Linked DNA regions of Ovis aries: region 1 is linked to region 2. The links are chromatin contacts, called in public Hi-C maps. All regions are on one chromosome and are shown on one strand. The core of a region is the stretch at or near the end of the contact, and the rest is flanking DNA. Distances in the headings are between cores, read along the strand shown.

Region 1 (3,968 bases), core at 508-3,007, 470 kb after region 2:
CACTGGGGAGTAATTTGCAGAGACTGCCCAGACTGTGTGCTTGTTTTGAAATTCCTGATCAGGCTGGGACATCCAGCCCTTCAGCCCTCTTAAAATCGCAGTCCAAGATTATTTGGGCCATTAATTGACACTAGGAGGAATTTTAAAGATCACAGTGTCCTCACTTTACAGGTAAGAAAAGTGAGTCCCAAGGAGGTGAACTGCCCACCTCGTGCAAGTGGCTAATGGCTTGAACTACAACCTAGATCCAAATCCCAGCTTAACTATTCTCTCCACAACATCAAACACTTGAGCCATAAAGAAAAATCTATGCATGAGATAGAGATGTCCTGCTGACTGAATTTAGCTACATTTATCTTGGCTGCTTTTCTCAGTGACTTCAGGTCGATTATAATTATTTCTGTGTGCTGCGATGATATGATGTCTCACCTCTCCAAATAAACTGCTAAAATGACCTTTTCATTGCTTGGGGACCTGAACGAATGGGCTCCCCTCTGGAGTGCAGGCCCCTTAGAAGGAAGTCAAAGGGGGACTTTTCTGCCCTGGTTTATTTGGGTGTCTGCTCTTGGAATGTACACCACCAGGCAAAGCATGCCCCAGTGCTCTGCTTGGAAAAGAAAGATGCAAGTAGGACTTTGGAGTTGGGTTAGCATACTTCAGTGGCATATTTGAGAGGCCCCCAGGTGAACTTGAGGGTGCTACAGAGGCAGGCAGGCTGTGTGGGGAGTCTGGGAGAGGAGGCAGCCTTGACAGATGGTACCCAAAACTCCCGTGGTCATTTGCATGGGTGTGAACAGTCAGCTTCCCCCTGCCTCGCAGCCTGTCCCTCATCCCTCTCAACCCTAACCTGGGCCCTTCTTTGCATATACGTGCTTTGCAAGGTGCCTGGTGCCATCTGCAAAGTGACTCATTTCGCCTAAGAAAACTGACCTTGCTACTCATCCTTAGCAAGTTCTACTGGCACCTGGGTGCTTTCTGAGAAGAGCAAACATTGAAGCTATTGAGCTTTCTGAGAAGAGCAAGCTATTGAAGACCCTGGGGAAGGGTCTGGTATTGAGACGTTTAATTTCTTCCCATCTCCCCACACGTGCAGCAGCCTCCAGCCTGGGGGATAACAAGGGACTTGGCACGCACGCACAGGAGATATACTGTGGTCCAGGCAGACAGGCAGCTGTCTGTTTTCTTGCTTTCTTTGTATTCAAGAGATGTTTTATACCCATCTTCAAAGAACTGTTCACCTAACTGAGGAGTATCTGGTTAGCAAAGACTCTGTAGTTGAAAAAGTTCCTGGATTTTTAAGCTTTGGTTTCCAGAGAACCTTGTCACGGAGCAGATTGAACTTTGAGGTGAATGGTTTATGTTATTTTTCATAACAAGGGGCATTTTGTTGATAGCTAGACCCCTTACAGCAGTAAATTATCTGCTTACAAGTATCAGGAGTTGCAAAGAGAAATAAACCACAGTCCCACACTTTATTTCTCATGCTTGTTTTCAAACACATGACTTCAGAAAATGGGACTATTTTTATATTTTCCTTTTCAATTTTTTTCCTTTTTCTTTAAAATCTGGGTCTTCAGTACCTCTTGGTGCCTATTCAACACCCTCAGCCAACAATTACCACCCCTGGTTCTGGCCTGAGTGTTCATATTTCAGCTTTTTGTGGCTGTCATTGTTAAGGAGCTGTGTCTATAATTCAGGTTTCAGAGCTGCAAGAAATTGCCGAGGTCATAGAGTTCAGTCACCCTGGTTGGCTAATGAAGTGGAGACCTGAACGGGAAGTACTTTGTTTCAGACTGTGCAGCTAATCTCTAGCAGAGATGAGAGTAGAACCCTGACCCTCACTCTAGGCCAGGCGCTATTTTCATGTAGGACATTGTGCCACCCTTTACCTTCTCCTTATTTCTGGCCTCCATTCTTTGGGCTCTCTAGAATGTAAAATTATTGGACATAAAATTATAAGCCATAAAATTCCAAGAAGCCCTGTTTAATCTGAGTTTTATTTTTTTAAGCAGATGGCAGCAGATACTAACCCCAGCTGCCTTAAACAATAGCCCATATCTTATTGATGGAAATTCTCCATGCCAATCTTTATTTAATTCACTGTTTCCTAGGATCCTCATCCTTTCCAGCTGGTTATTAATTATCAGGCAATATCCTCTTGAGCTGTCTCTACTTCTTAATTACCGTATTAATTGTATTCACATAAATTGATCTCTCTGACATTCTAACTCTGACTCACTGAGGAAATAAGTCTAATATTCACAAGAGACTCCAACAATCTCATGACCTTAACTTATTATTTCCATTATGCAGACTGATATCACTAGAAGCCAGATGAGACTGCTTTGCTGAATGGGCCTTTATCCTGATCATAATTGGAAGGTCCTTTAACAATTCTCTCTTGCACACCTTTCTTGCTTATTCAGATACACATGAGACTTATCAGTTCATTTCCACCCTACCTGCACTCTTAAATCTTTAACAAAGAAGGAATTTCCTCCCTCATATTACCTTGCTGCAATCCTTTATTTGCAATTCAAGGCAATTATAGGAGAGTAAACACGACTGTGTTTTAGCTCTTGGGTTTTTACTGTAACACTGCACCCTAAGGGCCTGATGCCAAAAAAACATTTAAAAACAATTTTTAAGTCAAGTTTTTATATATAAAGATAGTGTCTTAATGTGTGCTACTTGAGAACTCATTTTTTTCTTTCATGATCAGGTACATTACTGTTAACCCCACCCTTTGGCCCTGGTGCCATTTAACTTCTATGAAGTGACAAGAGTAAACAGGTCCTTATGTAAAAGTTGGTCATTATGCCCTACAATTCCTTGGGTATTTGCATTAGAAATGCTTGATTGGCAGGAATTAGAACTGAACATGAGAATCTCTATGAAAAAAACAAACCTATGGAAAGGAGTTAGAGAATTCCTCTGCACGTTTATTTGCAGTTGTGCGAAAAGTCAGCTCCAAAATCTTAGAAGGAAGGATAATATAAATTCAAAATGCCAAAATTTTTCATGATGAGAAAAATGTGCCACCTGGATGCCATAAGCGGACAGATTTTATTTTGGCTGGGAACTCAAGGATCCAATTGAATGGTCTACATGAGTGAGTCTCTCCATGTATCTATGCACTGCAGAACATTCACCAGAGGTTCTCTCAGTTCAGTTGTTCAGTTGTGTCTGACTCTTTGCGACCCCATGGACTACAGCACGCCAGGCTTCCCTGTCCATCACCAACTCCTGGAGCCTACTCAAACTCATGTCCATTGAGTCGGTGATGCCATCCAACCATCTCATCCTCTGTCGGCCCCTTCTCCTTCTGCCTTCAATCTTTCCCAGCATCAGGATCTTTTCCAATCAGTCAGTTCTTCGCATCAGGGGGCCAAAGTATTGGAGCTTCAGCTTCAACATCAGTCCTTCCAACAAATATTCAGGACTAATTTTCTTTAGGATGGACTGATTTGATCTCTGTTCAGTCCAAGGGACTCTCAAGAGTCTTCTCCAATACCACAGTTCAAAAGCATCAATTCTTCGGCAGTCAGCTTTCTTTATGGTCCAACTCTCACATCCATACAGGACAGCTGGAAAAACCGTAGCTTTGAATATATGGACCTTTGTCAGCAAAGTAATGTCTCAACTTTTTAATATGCTGTCTAGGTTTGTCATAGCTTTTCTTCCAAGGAGCAAGCATCTTTTAATTTCATGGCTACAATAACAATCTGCAGTGATTTTGGAGCCCAAGAAAATAAAGTCTGTCACTGTTTCCATTGTTTTCCCATTTATTTACCATGAAGTGAAAGTTACGACCAACCTAAATAGTGTATTAAAAAGCAGAGACGTTACTTTGCCAACAAAGGTCCGTCTAGTCAAGGCTATTTCTCCGGTGGTCATGTATGGATGTGAGAGTTGGACTGTGAAGAAAGCTGAGCACCGAAGAATTGATGCTTTGGAACTGTGGTGTT
Region 2 (4,513 bases), core at 1,040-3,539:
GAACTGACAATTTGAGAAGGGTTGCAAGGACCATCATTCCCCATTGTGCTGGTGAGTATCCTTCTCAGGAAGATGGCGCCTGGCATTCATGAAGTATGTGGGCCAGTGTATTGCTCAATCTTCTCAGGTTGACAGTATTGGTTTTCTGTAATTTGAGAGGAGTGTGGCATGTCAGCTCAGCTTTCCTCATGCACCCCTCATCTCTTCCTGAGGGTTGTTGGCCTTGTGGAGATTTCCTGGAAGTATTTTTAGTGTCTGAGCCTCTGTGTTTGCTCAGGTATCTGGGGCCATGGTTCAGCGACTTGCACAGAGGCACCTGATGGAAGTGGTGACTGGAAAGCCCAGGAATTGTCCAACAGCTCCCCTACTGCTTTCAGCTGAATTACCACAAATTTTCTGATAACTGACCTTCCAGAATTACAGGGTTTCATTAGCTACCCATCTTCATGCTAAATCAGGGGGGGGAAAAAAGGATATATTTTGGGGTAAAGCAAAGGAGATGGATTCAGTGAACATTCACGCACCACTGTTTGCCACGGTCCCTTCTCCCTGTCTTTTTTTTTTCATGCCGGCTGGACTTCCCTGAGCCTTGCGTCTGTGGGCAAGGCTGCCTGGGGAAACAGCTGAGTCACAGCTTTGCTGCTTCTCTATAATTACAAATTTTATCACCTCATCTGACATAGAAAGGGTGTTGGTTGGAAATGAAATACACATTAGGAATAAGCTCTTTAGAAACAGCAAAAAAAAAAAAAAGCCTTTCATAATTATGAAAGGCTATTTTTTTAAGAGTCTGGAGCTAAGGTTATGACGAGACAGAGGAGTCATCTCCCCTTCCTACCCCTACAATCATTCAGCCCAGAACATTCAAATCAACACTGTACTTTTTCCATTCTATCAACTCATCTCCTGGTTATTTTGCTTCATGTCCATAGCACACGGGTCCAGCTAATGCACCATATCAGCCACCACCAACCCCCCCCATCTCTTCTCCCATCTTCTTTGCTGTCCAAGACTCTTCAAGATCACCTTCATTATGAAATCTTCTTATCCCCGCCCCACCCCCCACCCCCCGCCCATAGATACTCCTTCACGCTGTATCATTTTGCTCTAGGAACTTGAAAAGCAGTGTTCTTGGGTCATTCTCTGTGTCCACCACATCTCCAAAAGGTTTGCTGTTGTTGTTTAGCCGCTCAGTCGTGTCTGACTCTTTGTGACCCCATGGACAGTAGCCCCCCAGGCTCCTCTGTCCATGGGGATTGTCTAGGCAAGAATACTGGAGTGGGTTGCCATGCCCTCCTCCAGGGGACCTTCCCAATCCAGGGACTGAACCTGTGTCTCTTGTATTTCCTGTACTGGCAGGCAAGTTCTTTACCACTAGTGGCACCAGCGAAGTACCTTTTTATTCTCCTTGTGGCTCTTCCTTCCACGGGGCAGTCTTCAGTATGATCTGATCTCAGATCTCCTTGTTTCCAACTTAAATCAACCAGGTGCCCTCCCAGCCAAGCTCAGAACAAGGCCCTCCCTTCCCACATGTACATGTGAACCATCCCCCAGTATAGCCAGGGCCTGCCAACGAGTGACGTTTCCTCTTCCTCCTCTGCCCAAATGTGACCTTGCCGATACCATCTCCTGTTAGACGACCGATCCGGATGTTTCTGTTGCCTGGTGGTTATTTTGCCACATGCTTCCTGGACAGGTTTCCAGGTAACCTTAATGGCTGTGCTTCTGGGGAAGGAGGAGTAGAAAATAACTCACCTCTCCAGTAAGTGGCTTTCAAAATATAACAGCATTTAAAAGCTTTTAAAGAGCAGCTCTCTCCTTCCGGCCGCTCGGGCCCTGTTTGCTTTGTGATAGGAGTCCCCGTAAGGCTCCATGCTTGGCAACCTCTGACTCGGGCAGAAGGCAGATTTAAAGGCCGGGGGATTGATTTTTCTCTGGAGGGCTTTTCCATAAGGGGCGTGGGAGGGGAGTCTTTAAGGGAAGCGGTGATCAGTGAGATTTGCCACTCCGTCTGCTGTGTGAGGCTCAACACACTCTTTGTCTCTACAAGCCAGCCCCAAACCACAGAGTGGGGCAGTTTGTCCTGGAGAGGCTGAGACGACCAAGACCCGGAGGGTAAGAGGTTGGGGCCGTCACAGCCTCTCCTCCCACTTGCATTTCCATCCGAAACTTGCAGGGGAGACGTCCCTGAAATTGCTGGTGTTTTGCTTTGATGTGGCCACAGTGTGGCCATCCAGGCTTACTGTGGTGGGGCTGGGTCCCGGGGCTCAAACATGGCCTGACTGTCCACTTTTGGAAACTGGGAGGCGTTTTGGCCTCTGCCAGGGCTTGAGTTTCCCGTCCCTAGAGCCTTGAGCAAGACTGTCATGTTTACCAAATCCTAGCCTCATGGTTCCTCCTGTCAGGGCTGGAGGAGAAGCAGGCACATCATATCAACTTGACTTGCACCTTCCGTCCCTTTGTCTCTGCCCAGCGTGGAGTAATGAGGGGGAGGCTAGCTAGAGGTGGGGTGTCGGGGGTGAGGGGAGGGATTGGTCGTGTGAGCTCTGAAAATACCATCTGGAAATTCTCACTGCGAATCACATCATTAGATCTTCTGTATACAGTTTTTATATTTTTTTCAAAAGTGAAGGAAAGGGAAAAGTGAAAGTGAAGTCGTTCAGTCGTGTCCAACTCTTTGCAACTCCATGGACTGTAGCCCACCAGGCTCTTCCATCCATGGAATTTTCCAGGCAAGAGTACTGGAGTGGGTTGCCATTTCCTTCTCCAGGGGATCTTCCCGACCCAGGTATGGAACCCAGGTCTCCTGCATTGCGAGGCAGATGCTTTACTGTCTGAGCCACAGGGAAGCCCAAACTATTTTTAAATTCAAATTAAAAACCTACACTAGCTTTTAAATGCTCCGGACAATGTAGCGGATTTTTCGTTGTTTAAGGAATGCTGCTTTGAGTCCTCTGAAAGAGGTGCAGTCTCCACCTGGTTTATTTTCTGTGCAAATTTATGTATTGACATACCATATCCAAGCATTCTAAAATCAAATGCTCACAAGTATTTGACAATATCTAATAGCTACTAGTGAAGTTGCTCAGTCCTGTCCGACTCTGCGACCCTGTGGACTGTAGCCCACCAGGCTCCTGTGTCCATGGGGTTCTCCAGGCAAGAATACTGGAGTGAGTTACCATTTCCTTCTCCAGGGGATCTTCCTGACCCAGGGATTGAACCTGGGTCTCCCACATTGGAGGCAGACGCTTTAACCTCTGAACCACCAGGGAAGCCCAATAGCTACTAAATCAAGCCCAAATCTTTTCCAGATTTATTTCATCCTTTGGTGTTGCCTTGAGCAGAGAACTACTTAACAACAGCAGCTGCTGCCCATCCAAGTTCACATTCATGGACACAGAGATGGTGGGCTTTTCCACTTTAGTGTGTGAACTGCTTTTCCAGGTTTAGGGAGAGCTTGGTTACATAGCATCTCCTAGGTCTTAAAATTAAAAAAAAAAAAATCAATGTCCATTTTATGTATTGGGTCTTGGGGGACCTAATTAAAATATGCACATAAGTCTTTCAGGAGACAGGAGAGAGAAGAGTCATGCACCGTTTTACATGTGTGAAGAGATAACCTGGTTTATTTTGATGTTCATCAACTCCTTGAAAATAGATTGCAGACCACCACCACTAAAAGTATCATTTGGCTTTAAAGACTGAACGTACTGTAGTTTCCTTGGGTTGTTGCGTGGAATGGTGGAACCAGAGGAGCCAAATAGTGCATCTTAAGGCAGATTGAGGTCCAACACGTCCCTGCTTCCAGCAGGATTCACTCCCTGGGTCACATCAGCTGTGGATGGAGGTTTCACTGGTGGCTGAAAACCAGCCTGTCAGATGTTAGAGAGCAGGGCATGGTGATGCCTGTGGAGTTCCCACAAATCAAAAACATTAAGATTCATTCTCCCCTAGCATATATAATTCAAAACAAAGCCTGTGCAAAGCTACAACGTAAATATAAAAGATTCTCTTATGGTAACTTCCCGATTGGTGAAAACACTTTGAATTCTTACTTGCTCTTTGGATCGCTACTGTCCCAAGCGCACGCTCAGTCTTCCTGTTAAGCTACCTTGGCCTACCTGGCAAGGTGGGAAGGGGCAGCTATGGAGATGGTCATCTGAGAGAGCGTAGGTGCGCGGAGAGAGCAGGGTCCCAGTCCAGTCACAGGGCAAAGAGAGGAAAGTGAAGACCCAGCATGGGCTCTGGAGTGGGTGGGTTTCAAAATGTATAGAACAGGTCCTTGCAGGTCCCGAGCCCTGGGGACTCAGTGTATGATCTGCACACATTCATTTTCTGGCTGGGAGGCTGGAGGCAAACAGACAGCTCATTAGGAAAATAACCGAAGAGCTAAATATAATGGAGGAAGTAGGCAGCGGGTCCCAGGCAGATGAGTGTGGCTCACCGTCCTTCTTGGGAGAGCAGAGACCAACGTGTCTGCCCCTCAAAGGTCAGTCGCTGAGGGCTTTGTCAG

The links. Hi-C and Micro-C count contacts between places; a contact is called where the count stands out from the background.
Region 1: a contact with region 2 is called in a Hi-C map of liver, with 5 times the contacts expected there. The contact joins two enhancer-like sites. A contact is called at or near these places in 3 of 16 Hi-C or Micro-C datasets (blood and liver).

What each region holds. Positions count from the first base shown.
Region 1 is chr5:93,294,079-93,298,046 of ARS-UI_Ramb_v3.0, forward strand. No RefSeq gene overlaps it. Among named protein-coding and RNA genes, the nearest start is that of TRNAC-ACA, 81 kb to the left of the region's middle. Within about 2 kb of position 1,758, at least 5 of the 54 cell types and tissues checked have an H3K27ac peak or open chromatin away from gene starts, as enhancers often do. A contact at or near this core is called in liver, where this site is marked.
Region 2 is chr5:92,819,767-92,824,279 of ARS-UI_Ramb_v3.0, forward strand. No RefSeq gene overlaps it. Among named protein-coding and RNA genes, the nearest start is that of TRNAG-CCC, 40 kb to the left of the region's middle. Within about 2 kb of position 2,290, at least 6 of the 54 cell types and tissues checked have an H3K27ac peak or open chromatin away from gene starts, as enhancers often do. A contact at or near this core is called in liver, where this site is marked.